Linked DNA regions of Mus musculus: all the other regions are linked to region 1. The links are chromatin contacts, called in public HiChIP or PLAC-seq and promoter capture Hi-C maps. All regions are on one chromosome and are shown on one strand. Each heading gives the region's core, a stretch centred on a gene start, on an enhancer-like site or on the middle of the called end of the contact. The rest is flanking DNA. Distances are from core to core; before and after follow the strand shown.

Region 1 (2,911 bases), core at 296-2,795:
CCTCAGCCTTCCAAATGCTGAGATTATAAGTATGCACCACTACAGCAGGCTCAAACCTGTTTGTTTATTTTATAATCAGGGTCTCAAGTAGCCCAGGCCTACCTCAAACTCACTTTGTAACTGAGACTGGCCTTGAACTCTGGAGCTCCCTGCCTCCACCCCAGAACTGTTTGCATTATGAGCATATGCCACCATGCCCAGCTAAGCCGATTTATTTTTTGAAGGCTTATGACATTTGACTATGTGGGCTTTTTAAGAAAACCTTAAGCAGCAAATAAAGATAGGATTTAATCGCTCAGTTATGTAAATATGTTCCAAGTTAACAAACCTGCAAAATTTCCAAATGCAAACAATAAACCTAATTTTCTATGAATTTTAAAAACATACAACTAAGTCTACTATGTAGACAAGGTTTGAATATGAAAACTAATTCCATCACTGCCCCTAAACCTTGCCCTACTTAGCCAAGCCATTAGCAACCTGTTGTAGGGCTTGAGACAGGAGCACAAGGCTCCAAACGAAGAGTATTCGTGAGAGTTTGGAAAGCTTCCTTGGGTTGGAGCAGAGAGCGAGAGAACCAGGGGCCACCCATAACCAGCAAAGAATCACAGTTTCAAAAACACTTTTTCGTTTGATTTTAACAGCCTCTGATAACCCAATTAAAAGGGAAGGCAGGGCATTGATGCCCTTGCTGGAGAGTATTGGATTGTCATTCCAGAGCACTCTGGGACTGACAAACTGACAGATACCAAACTTCAGAGTTTTGGAAAAAGAACGGACATTTCTCCCTTTGGCTTTCAGGGACATGAGTGAGTGGGTCTCTCCTCCTCATCTGAGGAACCAGATGCCAGTGCAAAAGAAAACAGGGATTCTGCCCCACACCAAGAAAACCCTTGACAGAAGGTAGAAGGCCTTCCAGGTTTGGGCCGGGCCTCGGCGTGCCCCAGACACACGGTCCCATTTGAGGCCCCAACTAGCCTCGCGGCGACCGTGGACAGAGATCTAAGGTCCGAACAGGTCTGCCCTACCCCGGGGAACTCGGGTCACCTCTTGAGCCTCCCTCCCTTAGACGGGTCCCGAATAGACCTAGAGTCTTCAGCTGGGGCGTGGTCCCCGCCCCCCAGGGACGAGGGCATGGGACCCCTTCCTTCCCGGGGCCTGGCAGCCGGCAGCCGGGTCCGCGAGCGGCGGTCGGGCAGCGACAGTCCCTTCCGCCGGTCTGTCTGCCCTCCCGAGCCCCAGGTCTGACCCTGGTCCGAGCGCGCTCCTCACCGGGTCCCAGCGCCTCCATGGCGGCGACGGGGGCCGCCTCGCTCCGGTCCCCAGCGCCTCCCGCTCCGGGCCCCGCCGGAGCCGCGTAACGCTTGCTCTCTGGAATATTGGCGCTGAAGCGGCGCCGCGAAGACGCGGGCCGGGGGCGGGCAGGGGGCGGCGGCGGCGCCCAGTCCGGGGACAGGGACCCGACTCTGTCACGGCTCTTCCGGCCTCAGCGACAACAAAAACAATCCCGGCCGCTGCCGCCGCCGCCGCCAGCTGGAACGGGAGCGGGAGGCGGCGCGCGCCCGCCGGGCGGGGCGGGGGCGCCAGGCGCCTGCGGTCCCGGGTCCCGGCTAGCGAAGGGGGCGTGCGCGGCCCCGCACGCGCGGGGTCCAGCGAGCCTGACCGAGGCAGGGGGCGGGGTGCGGCAGGGACGGGCGCGCGCCCGGGGGGCCGAGCCCAGAGGACGCGTCAGGCGCGCGCCCGCCCGCCCTTCCACCAGCGGGCCCGCTCGCCTGCGGTCCCGCACGCCGCTCCGCCGGTCCCCATTCTGGCAACCTTCCTCCAAGTCGCCATCGAAAGAGCTGGATTCCAGTCCTTGATGACCCACAGGCAGCAGCCCTCCACTTCGTCCTGAGACTCACCTTAGGAACCTGTCCTCCATCGCTCCACCACCACCAGAGATGACCCCTGGACACTTCAGGCACAATCGGTCCTTCAGTCACCTTCAGTCATTCCTCCTACTCCACCCCCACCCTCACCCCGGACACCACATATCCAGTCACCTTCCTTCCCTGTGCAGGGAAAGCAGGTTCTGTTCTGGGTCCCAAGACTGGTCAACATGTCACCAAGGCAGCAGGTAGCTCAGCGAGTCAAGTGTCCTTAAAGTTTCCATTCAGGACTTCCAGTTAAGACAGGACCATAGGCTGTCTGGTCAACTAAACGGGCAACGGCAGTCTATTAGTTAAAAAGGCACAACACTCTCATTCTAGTTTGCTGGGGCCCACCATTGGGTACCTCAGCTTAGTGCAATAGAAATGCGTTTTCTCTCAGTTTTGCACACCGACAGTCTAATAAAATCAAGGCGAGTTGGGGCAGGGGGTGTGATTTTTCTCCTTCGGTTGTAGAAATCTATCTTCTTGTGCTATCACACGGTCTTCCCATGGTAACTTCTATTCAAACCGCTCCTTTTTGTTTGGTTGGTTTTAATTAATTTATGTGTATGAGTATTTTTTGCCTGCATGCATGTGTTTGTGCCTGGTGCCTCCGGAGACCAGAAGACCAAATCGAATCCCCTCGAAACAGGATTACAGATAATGTAAGCTGTGTAGGGGCTGAGAATCAAACCTGGGGCCTCTGCAAGAGTATGAGGTACCCTTAACCACTAAAGCCATCTCTACAGCCCCCAACTTCTTTTTCTTATAAGGAAGATGGCTCAGTGGGTAAAGGTACTTTATAACATTGACAGCCTGAGTAGGAAGTTGGAGAGTTCAAGGCCAGCCTTTGCTACCAAAGAATTTAAGGCAATCCATGTTTTAAGAGACTCCAGCCCAGTGTAGCCTTTAATCTCAGCACTAGGGAGACTGAGGCAGTTCAGAGCCAATTCGGTTTACTTATGTAGTGACTTCTAGGACAGCCAGGACTGCAGAGTGAG
Region 2 (2,911 bases), core at 216-2,715, 470 kb after region 1:
TATATATATGTGTGTGTGTATGTATGTATGTATATATATGCAAATACTCATACACATAAAATAAACAAATCTAAATGTATGCATATAATTTAAATGTGTGTGTGTGTGTACGCATGCACACGTGTGTAGCTATTAACTCAGCATTTTACCTAGCATTAGTGAGGCTCTAGATTTGAAACTAATGTCAAAAAAAAGTTTGTAATTATTCATAAGACATCTTTGTCTGCTTTGTTTGTTTTTTTTTGGTATTTTTTAAAGATTTTATATATATATAAAATATATATATACTGTCACTATCTTCATACACACCAGAAGAGGGCATCTGATCCCATTGCAGATGGTGGGGAGCCACCAAGTGGTTGCTGGGAATTGAACTCAGGACCTCTGGAAGAGCAGTCAGTGCTCTTAACCACTGAGTCATCTCTCCAGCCCAGGATGTTTTGTTTTGTTTTGTTTTAAAGAAATCGGGTATAGGCAATTCCTTGAGAAGATAGAGAACAGCCCAAAGGAATTTTTTTTATGGAATTGGTTAAAACATCAAGTAAAAGATTAGAAGTATTACTGTTTTAGATTTAAAGGTGAGAAGGGCCAGGCTGATTCCACGACAGGTTTCAAATTGACAATTAAGGAGACTCTGCCTAAATCGCTGTTTTCAAGAACTGGACAATTCCAGGCAAGTCCAGGCCTCAGAAGCTGCCCCACCACCTAGCCTGAGGCAAGGACAATGGGTCAGCAGCAGTTTCCAGACTTCCTCAGCTGCTTCCTCAGCAACAGTTTCCAGACCTCTCCAGCAAGTTTCCAGCCCCCACAACCTGGTAATGGAATGTCTACAGAAATGACCCAGCCGATTAACATAAAGGTCCACTATCACAGAACCCTCTAATGTGCTTTAAATCAGGTCTGCAAGCTCACTTGGTTGTTTCTCTATCTTGGTAATGGAGAGACCCCAGCATGCTGGACTTCAGCAGAATAAAACACTCTTTGCTGCCTTTATTTGAGTCTGGGGTGTCATTGTTTAGGGAATCAAGGACCCTTACAATGATTTTGTGTTAGCATTCTGTCTAAGCTCCATCCCAGTTACCTGGCAACAGCCAGGTACGCTTCTCCCCACAGTTTATCTAGGATCAAAAGTTACAGATTTATGCGACTGTGGTAATTTCCTTTAAAGAGAGGGATTGCAAGAAAAGATAGAAGAGAGGCCACTTGCTTCTGGTCCCTGATGAGGGAGGGAACCGGCAGAGTAGAAACTGTGACCCCAAAGGGATAGGTGATGTGCTTGTATTCAGTCTGGTTTTACAAAGACGCTGCTCAGAGTTTCAGGACATGAGCACCTAGAGGAATCAGCTCTTACCAAAGCACTGTGGCCAATTGTGCAAAGCAGCCTGAGCAGGCAGATCCTCCAGCTCGCTCGAATCCTCTCCCCTAGGGCGCTGAGCAGGCAGCCAGCACGTGGCTCACTCGCTCTAAAATTCAGCACTGGGAAGAAGGCTTGGGGGAGGGGCGGAGGTTGGCTCGCGGGGCTGCAAGCCAAACCTCTTTGGGGATCTTTTCCGGAAAACCCACTTAACACTCTTTCTTTCCCTCCTCGGTCTTCTTTTACCTCTGCCCTCTTAGATTTGTGTTTGTTTAGAATAATTCAACCCCCTCTTTTTGTACTCGGCCCCTCCCTGCTGTCCGCCATCAATCCTGAGGCCGGTGGGCAGCCTGGGTCTGTGGGAGGGATTCGCAAAGATGCTGGCGAGGAAAGAGATGCAATTAATCCAGGCCGTGAAAGAGTGTGGGGTTCGGGAAGAAACGCCTGCCCACGGTCACTCACCTGAGTAATTTGCCTGGAACAACTAACTCTAAAGATTACATTGTGTAAGTCATCCATTATGCTGGAACAACAGAGAGGCTTAATGCAACCCCAGAGTAACTCATTTAGATGCTCTCTTCAGCTAACACTGCCTTGCCTTGAACACAGGCAACAACAGGACTTATACTTACCCGGAGTCTTCGTGCGTGAGCATTTTTCAGATGATGGAAAAACCGATTCTGAATCTGTCTTCTCATTTCTTTATTAGTATGAGCGCCAAGAGAAGGGAGATGCTGCATTTAGAACTCATCTGTTGAGTACCTAAAATTCCCTAGGCCTGGGGACCACAGCCTTTCCTAAAACTATTAGCGTCTAGCCTTCACAATAACGCTGTGAGGGAGTTACTTACGGTCGCCATTGTTGTGAGGTGAGGGAAACAAACGGAAGGAAGAACAGTCGGTCCTTTAATTATCGCACCTTCGGAAAGACTGTTAAAATTCAAAGTCACACTTTGGCTACAGGATGAGTTCATGCCCAACCAGGGCTTAGTGCGTCCGTCTCAAGAAGTAAAAAGAAGGCAGAGGCTATATAGAAGGCACAACAGTTGCCCAGCATGTAGGAGGACCTAGCTTCAGTCTTAGTGTTGGAGAAAGTGAAGTTAGGCTGGGGATGGCTCATGGGTTAAGAGCATGTATTTGTTCTTCCTGATGATTCCCCAGCACCAGGGTCAAGCATGGGAAAAACTCCCTGGAACTCCATCTCCTCAGGCACCGACATTCACATGCAAATACCTACACACCAGCACACAGACATGCACATATACACATGATTGACATAAAAAATATAAAGTGAGACTCATAACTTAGGGTTTGAATTTTTTTATTTTACATAAGTACTCTGTAGCTGTTTTCAGACACACCAGAAGAGGGCATCAGGTCCCACTGTAGGTGGTTGTGAGCTACTATGTGGTTGCTGGGAATTGAATGCAGGATCTCTGGAAAAGCAGTCTGCTCTTAACTGCTGAGCAATCTCTCCAGCTCCAAATTTATCTTTTCTTTTCTTTCTTTCCTTTGACACAGGTTTTCTTTCTTTCTTTCTTCTCTCTCTCTCTCTCTC
Region 3 (2,911 bases), core at 268-2,767, 430 kb after region 1:
ATGGGCTGCATAGTTACTGTGAGGTTGAACTCTTCACAAAGCACTTCGTGCAATGTCAGGCACACAGTCAGCACTCAGGATGTTAACAGTATGCATCTTTGAATAGACATTTATGCTGAATGAAAAAGCATTTTTGGTTAAGATTCATGTTTTAAGCAGCTTGGTTTAACAACTAACTCATCATTTGGAGACCATTTCCAAAAGGAAAACTCCTGATAGGAAACTTAACAAACTTGATGCTTAACATGCTGGGTGAGGGGAAGTTTAAAAAAAAAGCCTTGAAAAACATTACTCAGTGGATAGTATTGTTCTCCATCTGAAGAAAATGAATCACAACTAAATTAAAAATAAAAAAAGTTTCAAGACAAACTTTTAAACGGCTTACAACTCCTGTGTAGACAAGGCTTTACCTAGGGCAGGCAAGGCTGGCTGGGTACATCCTAAGGACAAAACTTGTCACTCTTCCACGTTACTAACTGCAGGTAAAGAATGCTAGACTATAACACATCCGTGGCTATCAGAACACATTCCCCCAACTTCAAGACGACAACCCCACTTCTTCTAAGGTGAAGAGAGCACCATGTCCACTTTGGGGCTTGATAACGGTCAAGGGGGAGGGGAGTGGAGGCAGGAAGATGAATTGGCTCCGGGGTTCCCGCAGCACCCTCCCGGTTACTCCTCAGGAAACGACCAATCCTCCACGACTTCTTCCCGCCACCTCTACCCCCACCTGACCTCTCCCCAGAGAAACTTCCATAGACTCCCTTTTCCTCGAGGATGCAGAAGCGGAGTCTGACACCTTGCGTCTCCCAGGCTCCCCCCCCCCCCGAATACGCACCACCACCCACACGCCGGCAAAGGGAGGGGAGCCAAGCGGACCACGGCCCCCGCCCCTCCCCCTCCCCGCCGGCCACCGAGCTTTGTCCCACCTGCCGAGGGGACCCCGGTGCCGCCTCGGGCCGCCCCTCCCTCCGGCCGTCGACCACCGCGCCACCCGTGAGCTCCGGGCTGCTCGGGGCCGGCCGCGCCCCGCCCCCCGCCCGCCCGCCCGCCCGCCTGCCCGCAGCCCGCAGCCCGCAGACGGCCCGCGGCCTCACCTCACCTACCCTCTTTCGGGGGCCGGTCTCCACCTCCCGCTCCGCCATGTTGGGCCCCGCTCGGAACCGCGGCGGCTCCCGGCGCGGCGGCCGCGGCCCCTCTCGGCCCCCGCCCACACTGCAGACACCGGCGCTTCACCCGCTGCGGTTCGGTCCCCCTCGGCCCCCGCCGGGCCTGGCGCGGGAGTGACGAGGGGGGCGGAGGCCCGCGCGCTTAGCCGCAGCTCCTGGGGTCCCACGGGCGGGCGCGTGGGCGCAAGGGCCTGCCGGGGCAGGGGGGCCGGGACTCGGGGGGTTAATGGCCTCCAAGGGGCCCCGTGAGGAGGATTATTTTCTCTCAGAGAAATTCCTCCGCCAGTGGTTTTCTTAAAGGGATCTCCAAACCAGCCCCTTGCGCGCGCCCCTGATGCGCAGGCGCGCCACAAGCCCCTCCTCCCTTTCCCACCAAGCCCCCGGTCCTGAGCGTGCGCGGTGAGTGGCCCAGGCTAGGCCTAATCCTGTTAGTCTCTTTGCTGCCAGCAGCTGCTCCCACCACTCAACTATGGCCGCTCCCTTAAAGGGACCATGACGAAGGGATGATGTCAGAATGAAAGATCTTAATGGAAGGACTATCTGGTGAAATGTCAGTGAGGGGTTCACATCACCACCCTACACCTGACTACAGAGATATTGCCAAAAGGAGAGAACCCTGATGAGCCAAAGTTCTCAGTGACCCTATGAACATGAAGAATCCCAACCAAGAAGAAAACAAGACTGTTATCTGAAGGAGAAACCAACAGCTTGTCAAGTAAAGGGCGTCGACTCTCAAGGAACAACTTCCAACCTTAAAACCAGATCCACTGGTAGTGTTGAAGGCAGAACCAATAACTGAAGACAATTTCCTCAATACCTGCTTGCCATTAGAATACTAAAATGAAAAAGGATCTTAGAAACCATCTACTCCATTGCTTTCAAAGTTAACATTGCCAGTATGGTCATTTGAAATAAATTAATTTACCTCAAGATATCGAGTGGCTGGTGAGGAGCTAGAACACAGTCTGGAATTGCATTCCTCCAGGATTCTGAACACACAAAACTGTCGTCAAGGCAAAAGAACATAAAATGTCAAGAGTCTTGATAGTTCAAGAACATGGCTGCTCTCCTGAGAAGTTTCATGGTGATGACCTGCAACTGCTGTGTGCCATCATTTGCCTCCACTGAAGGAATTTGAGGGTCTGACTTAAAGAATAGGAGCTTGAACTGTCAAGGCAGGAAATCCAAGGGTAGGCACTATCTTCCCTGAAGCACAACGAAGCCAAAGATAATGAGAGCTGAAGTCCCCTCTTGGATTCTTAATGAAGACATAGGCACAACAGACAGACATATAGTAAAAAATACAAGGAAATTAGTTTAGGTTGGTTGGAGTTGGGTTGGTTGGAGTTGGATTGGTTGGAGTTGGGTTGGTTGGAGCTAGGTTGCTATGTAACCCAGAGTGGCCTGAAACTGCTGGTCTTCCTGCCTTGACCAAGTGCTTGGACTGCTGGTATACTAGGAAATCCCCAAAGAACTAATTAAAAAAAATGTTTAAGTCTCTGAAGAGTTGTTATTCTCCATGGCAATACAAGGGGACCCAGAGCTCCTCTGCTCACAGGGTGAAAGTTGCTCTACAGCTGTACTTCTGTGTGTAAGTCAGTAGCTCTTTGAACCCAGGAACATTGGCTGAACACTGAAATGGCTGAAAGTTTCCATGCTGGTCCTTGATTCTCCCTTGGGCCTGTTATCTTTTGTTTCACTTATGGGTAGAACAAAAAGAAACATGTTCACTTCTGCCAGAT
Region 4 (2,911 bases), core at 272-2,771, 310 kb after region 1:
ACTGCTCTTCAGAGACTTTGGTTTTCAGTTAAGTTAGCCAAAGATCAAAGACTGCAGCCAAAAATTACTCTTTTTAAGTTGTAATTACCTATTTGAGCTATTCCTGATTGTACAATTTCTTTCAGCTTTTATGAACCATAGAAAATGGAATTTAACTTGTATCCAGAGTTCTGCATGAACTGAAGGGATTCTAGGGAAGCTGAAAACATTCTCCAGTTCCAAAACAGCAGCCACAAAGACAGGCTGGGTTTACCCCTAACACATATGTGTACACACACACGCACACACGCACACGCACACACACACACACACACACACAAACACACACACACACAGAGAGAGAGAGAGAGAGAGAGTGAGATCTTATTACAGCATTGGAGGTGGGTGGGGAAGGGTTTTAATATCTACTTAGGAAGTCCGTGTTAGGCAGTAGACATCCTTTTCCTCAGCTGCCCTGGAGAGCTGGGTCTCCCTTAGCTGATGTGTTTTTCTTGTAGCTGTTTATTGTAAGCAGACCTGATGAGCCCCCAAGCAGAGGCTCAGCAGTGGCTGCAGTGTAAATAGTGCTTAGTGGAGCTTCCTAGATGAGACTGATTCAGGAGAAGCCGCTGGGGTCAGAGGTAATAAGTTTCAAAAGCAGAGCTAGGAGCTGGAAGCTTTCTCTGGGTGTCCTTAGTTGGAAGGATGCGTGGGTGTGCAGGGCTCTGGATGTGTGCAGCCCTTGCCTGTGTGCTGGCCAGAAGCCTGCTGCAGGCCGCTGTGCTGAGACTCAGTGCGAAGGAGGCAGGATGTAGTTAGTGTCCTGGTGTTTTGTGGCGCTGTCCAAGGGCTAGAGGAGTCTGCGATATGGAGAGAAGATGGCTTCATCCTGAGAGGTCCTTGGCCCCCTTGGCCTGCATCCTTCCCTGACTTCTCTCCAGGGTGGGCTGAAGGGCGGCTCAGGGCTGTGGATAAGAAGTGCAGTGTGCTGCTTTGCTAGCACACTAGCTACGGGGCCAGAAACGCTTTTCAGAAGCCTCATCCTAGAGCCCCCTATTGATCCCAGAGCTGCTCAGAGGACTTACTGCTTATATAAGCCAGAATAATAAGGGTGGAATGCTCTAGAAGCTCATATAAAAGACAAGCCGAGATGTGCTTGACAGCTGAGGAGTGGAATTTTCTGACCAGAAGTAGCCTGTGTTTTAGGACCAAGTGATACTTTCCAAACGGAATATTTTTAAACATTTCCTGTCAGGGTTTGGGAAACAATTGTTCCTGTCTCAGTTGAGGTAATAATTGTTCTTCCTGCTGCCAGGGGAGCAGCAGACAGGTACGACTCCGCCCTCTGATTACTCTCTCGTCTAGGGGACCTGACGGGGTGCAGCTGGAGAATGCCAACAGCAGTGTCGCCACTGTGACTGGGCTGCAAGTCGGGACTTATGTATTCACCTTGACTGTCAAAGATGAGAGGAACCTACAGAGCCAGAGCTCCGTTAATGTCATTGTCAAAGAAGGTGCGTCTTGCTGTGGGCATGTGCAGCAGCCTAGTGGGTCTATCTATTCCTGGGATAGCCCAGGAGTCCGCCCTGTCTTATGTGGTACAGGATTGATTTAGAGGCAAATAGGAAAAGCAGTCTCCGGGAAGGGAGCTTTGAGAGTGGCTGCTGATTCTAAAGCCCCTTTCCCTTCCCGCTGGCCCCAGCCCCACGCCGCCTTCCTGCTCTTCCTTCTTACATGAAATGGAAAGCACTGACAGCTATTTGCTTTGCATTTTGCTTTTGCCTCTATGCTAAGTCCTTGGGCTTCTGTGACTCTCTGATAGCTACAGTGACACCTGCTGGCAGGAGCTGGGATGGCGGCTGCACTGCAGCCTCTGGCCAACATCTATCTGCCTTGTCCTCTTGGCTTCACAGGGTCTGGGGAGGACTTGGGAGAGGCCATGGACTGGTAGTAGAAAAGTCACCTCGTCAGCGGGTGACATCCAAACAGAATTGTGCTGACTAAGCTGAGGAACACCCTGGCAAGACGACCTTCCATGCCATAGAGTCTGTGGGGCCGCAGCTTAGAGGGGTCACACTCTTCTTTTTCTTATGAAGCACAAGGAGAGAAGACACACCAAGAGTAGCGCTTGAAAGGAGGTTATGCTGTTAACTAGCAAAGCCTGAGCCTCTGGTTCTAAGCACCCTGGTCTTCATTTCTAGTCACTAAATTCCTTTAAAGTGGAGACCTGCTGTAGAGCCACAGGAGGGAGGCATGCTGTCCCCTCTGCGTGGCTTTTGCTCTGCACTCTTGGATAAGCACTAACAGCTCCCTATTCGAGGTGCTCTCTGTGCTGAGCTCCTCAGCAGCTCTGCACGTGAAGCCTTGCTTTCCCAGAATGTCACATTATGTCGTTGATGTCTCCTTGGTTAGAAATAAACAAACCGCCAGTAGCCAAGATCGCTGGGAACGTGGTGGTGACCTTGCCCACGAGCACAGCTGAGCTGGATGGCTCGAGGTCCTCAGATGACAAGGGGATAGTCAGCTACCTGTGGACTCGAGATGAGACGAGCCCAGCCGCAGGGGTGAGTGAGTGTGTCAGGATGTGACGGGGCAGGGGGGAGGTGAAGAGGGGGTTCCTACCCTCCAGGATCTTTTTTAGCCATGCAGGCCCCGATATCAGACTGAGATTGTGCTCTGGAGTCAGGGAGGCCTTCCCGTGGGTCATTCTACAACTGCTGTGCTCAGGGGCTTGGCTCTCCTGACCCTAGGAGCTGTGGCGGGCAGTGCGGTGACTGTCCACCAGCAGAGCTGTGTGGCTCAAGCAATAGCTAACTCCAAGAAAGGGGTGGCGTTCTGTCCCAGAGCACAGCCATGTCGTTCCCGCCCCCAGGAGGTGCTGAATCACTCTGACCACCACCCTGTCCTCTTCCTCTCCAACCTGGTGGAGGGG
Region 5 (2,911 bases), core at 221-2,720, 300 kb before region 1:
AGGGGTCCACCAGGCCACTTCCATCTTTGTTCTGTCTCTTTCTCTTCCAGACACCCACGAGCTGATATGGAGGAACCTTCACAGCTGCACCTCGGTCCAAGGCAATTTGCTTAAAGAACTTCTAAGGGAAGGGAGAGGGATAAAGGTTAGGCCCGGGGAGCCCCAGGCAGGGATGGGTGGGATGCAGCTGGGTGCCAGAACCAGGGTCCCTAGAGTCCCCACCTGTGACCTGTGGAGGCTGCACCACTGCTTTCTTGAGGAAGGCTTCTGCCTCTGCAAATGGGAGGAGCCCCTCTGCTGTGCGACCCAGACTCTTGTCCCCAGCGGTTCCCTTTGGGGAGAAGCCGTTCTCCTGGTGCGCTGGGAGAGGCTGCAGGCCATTTACCAGGGACCCTGGCATCTCCTTGCTTGGCAGGCTGTGGATGTAGGGGTTCAGGGTTAACACCTCACCTCCCTGGGAAGCCCAGAGGAGTCCACAGCTCTAGCCTGCAGCTGCTGGCCTGGGAGTCCCTGGGATTGGGAGCTGGTACCTCCACTGTGGCTCCTGGGGGGCCAGCTCCTCTTTCTGCATAGAATCCTTCTGTAGCCCAGAGGGCCGAGTCTCTACAGCTTTCACAGGGTCTATGGCGGCAAAGAAATGGCCATCAGTTAGGGGATGTTGAAGGGTGGAACTGGAGCACAGGGGTGACCAGGGCAAAGAAAATGCGTGGTGGCTTTACCTGGGCCGGAATTGTTAGCTGCGGTCTCCTTTGCATCCTGCTTCTGGTTTGAAAAGGAAGAGCTATCAGGTGCCAGGGCTATGTGGTCCCGTTGACCTCGGAACTGAATTCCCTTTTGGCCCAGACACAGAAGAGCCTCCCTCACTGTATCCTTCCTCGGCTCTGGAGGCTTCTCTGCAGCCTCCTTTCCTCACCCCAACTCCCGCTCCCCAACCTGAGAATCCTGACCTTGGTTTCGGCGGCTTCTGATTTCCGAGTCCTCTTCATTATCTCCTCCAGCCGCTGTTGGAGGAGGCCCCACATCAGTTAGGCTCAAACCCAGACCTAGTCCTCAACTTCCCACCTGCTGGCCCTATTCTAGAGCTCAGTTCCCTCCCAACCCACACCCGTCCTTCCTTATCCGATCTTCTACAAATCCAAGCCTGGGCCCCACTGGTTCACAGGTACAATTAATTTCCAAGAACTGGAGCTGGAGCCAGGCCCCGCCCCGGCAAGGCCCCGCCCCCAGGTCCCATCTGCCCTGGACACCTTTCTTCGCTCTTGTCTCTCCTGTTCCTCCTTCTGAAAGTGCTTTTCCCGCTCCTGGCGCTGGCGCTCAGCTTCTTCCCGGGACCGGGCTTCGGCTTCCTCTTTCTGCCAAAGGCCTCCATAAGTTTCGGATTCTCTGTTTCAGCCTTCCCTCCCAGGCAAGCCCACCGATTGCCAGCCAAGATCTGCCCGCCCGCCTGGGCACCTGCTTCTGCAGTCGCTCCTGCTCCTCCTGCTCAGCCTGCGCCTTCTCTCGAGCCTCCTGCTCCTCCCGTCTCCGCGCCTCGGCCTCACGTTCAGCCCGGGCTTCAGCCTCCCGGGCCAGCTGCTCCTCTCGCATTCGCCTGGAGGACCCAGGAAACTCAAGTTTGGTCTGCGCCTCTTCTTCAGGCACTCTAGGGACCCTCACAGTCCCCGAGGTCACACTCACTTGTCCCTTTCAGCCTGCAGCTTCCGCTCCTGTTCTTCGCGTTCCCTCTGTTCCCGAGCCTGGCGCCGCTTTTCAGCCAGGAGCCGCGTGGCTTCCTCTCGGTCTGTGGTGCCCGCCATGGGTTTGCTAGGGGTCACCGAGGGAGCAGCGGTAGGAGGGGCAGTCGGAGCAGCTGGGACAGCCGGGACAGCAGTTTCTAGAGGAAGATCCAAGACCAGGAGTTAGTACACACCAGTACAGGCCCCTCCATCAGCCCTGTGCGCCCCCATGCTTTCAGGACTTCAGCTATGCACGCATTCAATTCAATTGTTGCCATTACGGGTGTCGGAGACCTGGGAGGAGGTCCCTCTTCCTGTCCCTTGTGACCAGTGTCTGTTGGCCCACTTCCCGGACATAGGAAAAGCTGGCACATCTCTGCCCTGCCCACCCTCACTTCCTGTGTACCTGCAGGGATCTGTGTTGAGGATTGCTCCTTCTGAGGCTGGGCTGGGGTGGGCGAGGGCACCGGTGAGGGCGCTGGTGAGGCTGGGGCAGCTGGCTCCTTCTCCTCAGCGGCTCTACTCTTGCGGTGGTTTTTGTCCTCAGGCCCCGACGGGCTGGGGCTCTCTTTTGCCTCCTCCTTCCTCCGAACCCGCCCCTTGGGTGATGCAGTGGTGCCTCGGGGGGATGGTGGTTTTGGAGGAAGGGCATGTCCTGGTCCTGGGCTGGGGCAGGGGGAGGCAGGTCTGTGCCAGGTTGTAGAGGGAGAGGATGGCCGGGCCTTGGACTTAGGGCTAAGAGAGAAGAAAAGGGTTAGAAGCAAGGCAGAGCACCTGGGCAGGCACGCCCCTCCCCCAACATGCCACTTCTTTGGGGAAGTGTTCCCTTAAAAAAATATATATATCGTGTGGAGAGTGTAGTGTGCATGTGTGAGCATGCGTGTGAAAGCAACTTCGTGGAAGTGCTTCTTTCTTTCCATCTTTCCATGGATTCCAGGGATTTAACTCAGGGTACAAGGCGTGCACAGCAAAGGTTTGCTTATTGCGCCCTCTCACCGGCCTCAGCCTCCGCATGCTGCCTTCCACATGCAGGCTGGGTTGTATCCCACCTCATCACTCAGTGTTACCACTTCCTCTTGGTGCGTCTATCTCGGCTTGCAATTACAAGTTCACTCCTGAGAGATTTTGATTAACACCTGCCTTCCCCACACACAGCATGTACACTTGGTAGAGCAAACACTAGGCATGGTTTAGCC

Evidence for each region. Promoter capture Hi-C pulls out the DNA fragments that hold promoters and counts their contacts. HiChIP or PLAC-seq counts read pairs in DNA pulled down with a chosen protein or histone mark.
Region 2: a promoter capture Hi-C map of embryonic stem cells shows a contact between it and region 1, with 3 times the contacts expected there. The contact joins the enhancer-like site here to the promoter of Ago4 in region 1. A contact is called at or near these places in 12 of 39 promoter capture datasets (the 3T3-L1 cell line, the C10 cell line, cranial neural crest and 6 more), 1 of 484 Hi-C or Micro-C datasets (B cells) and 2 of 115 datasets of contacts at active chromatin or transcription factors (embryonic midbrain and neural tube).
Region 3: an H3K27ac HiChIP or PLAC-seq map of epiblast stem cells shows a contact between it and region 1, with 7 times the contacts expected there. The contact joins the promoter of Zmym4 here to the promoter of Ago4 in region 1. A contact is called at or near these places in 10 of 39 promoter capture datasets (the C10 cell line, cranial neural crest, embryonic stem cells and 5 more), 3 of 115 datasets of contacts at active chromatin or transcription factors (bone marrow-derived macrophages, epiblast stem cells and large pre-B cells) and 2 of 9 other capture datasets (adipose tissue and liver).
Region 4: a promoter capture Hi-C map of liver shows a contact between it and region 1, with 3 times the contacts expected there. The contact joins the enhancer-like site here to the promoter of Ago4 in region 1. A contact is called at or near these places in 19 of 39 promoter capture datasets (the 3T3-L1 cell line, 3T3-L1-derived adipocytes, the C10 cell line and 11 more), 1 of 484 Hi-C or Micro-C datasets (nephron progenitors), 6 of 115 datasets of contacts at active chromatin or transcription factors (effector CD8 T cells, embryonic basal ganglia, embryonic hindbrain and 3 more) and 3 of 9 other capture datasets (adipose tissue, embryonic stem cells and liver).
Region 5: an H3K4me3 HiChIP or PLAC-seq map of embryonic stem cells shows a contact between it and region 1, with 10 read pairs. The contact joins the enhancer-like site here to the promoter of Ago4 in region 1. A contact is called at or near these places in 3 of 39 promoter capture datasets (the C10 cell line and embryonic stem cells), 6 of 484 Hi-C or Micro-C datasets (all in embryonic stem cells), 2 of 115 datasets of contacts at active chromatin or transcription factors (embryonic stem cells and microglia) and 1 of 9 other capture datasets (pancreatic islet).

The regions. Positions count from the first base shown.
Region 1 is chr4:126,531,913-126,534,823 of GRCm38.p6, forward strand. It overlaps Ago4 (argonaute RISC catalytic subunit 4), which reads right to left and starts at 1,546. Exons shown (of 18, transcript NM_153177.3): 1 at 1,273-1,546. The coding sequence starts at 1,291.
Region 2 is chr4:127,003,831-127,006,741 of GRCm38.p6, forward strand. No RefSeq gene overlaps it. Among named protein-coding and RNA genes, the nearest start is that of Sfpq, 16 kb to the right of the region's middle. Within about 2 kb of position 1,466, at least 68 of the 459 cell types and tissues checked have an H3K27ac peak or open chromatin away from gene starts, as enhancers often do. A contact at or near this core is called in embryonic stem cells, where this site is marked.
Region 3 is chr4:126,966,710-126,969,620 of GRCm38.p6, forward strand. Zmym4 (zinc finger, MYM-type 4) reads right to left here and starts at 1,518. Exons shown (of 30, transcript NM_001114399.2): 1 at 1,107-1,518. The coding sequence starts at 1,145.
Region 4 is chr4:126,838,255-126,841,165 of GRCm38.p6, forward strand. It overlaps AU040320 (expressed sequence AU040320), which reads left to right. Exons shown (of 21, transcript NM_133886.2): 13 at 1,345-1,493; 14 at 2,392-2,543; 15 at 2,852-2,911. Among named protein-coding and RNA genes, the nearest start is that of Gm25604, 21 kb to the right of the region's middle. Within about 2 kb of position 1,522, at least 32 of the 459 cell types and tissues checked have an H3K27ac peak or open chromatin away from gene starts, as enhancers often do. A contact at or near this core is called in liver, where this site is marked.
Region 5 is chr4:126,232,646-126,235,556 of GRCm38.p6, forward strand. It overlaps Map7d1 (MAP7 domain containing 1), which reads right to left. Exons shown (of 18, transcript NM_001347198.1): 10 at 2,122-2,450; 11 at 1,678-1,873; 12 at 1,453-1,591; 13 at 1,248-1,352; 14 at 948-1,001; 15 at 720-762; 16 at 531-621; 17 at 223-416; 18 at 1-121. The coding sequence ends at 111. Among named protein-coding and RNA genes, the nearest start is that of Map7d1, 22 kb to the right of the region's middle. Within about 2 kb of position 1,471, at least 30 of the 459 cell types and tissues checked have an H3K27ac peak or open chromatin away from gene starts, as enhancers often do. A contact at or near this core is called in embryonic stem cells, where this site is marked.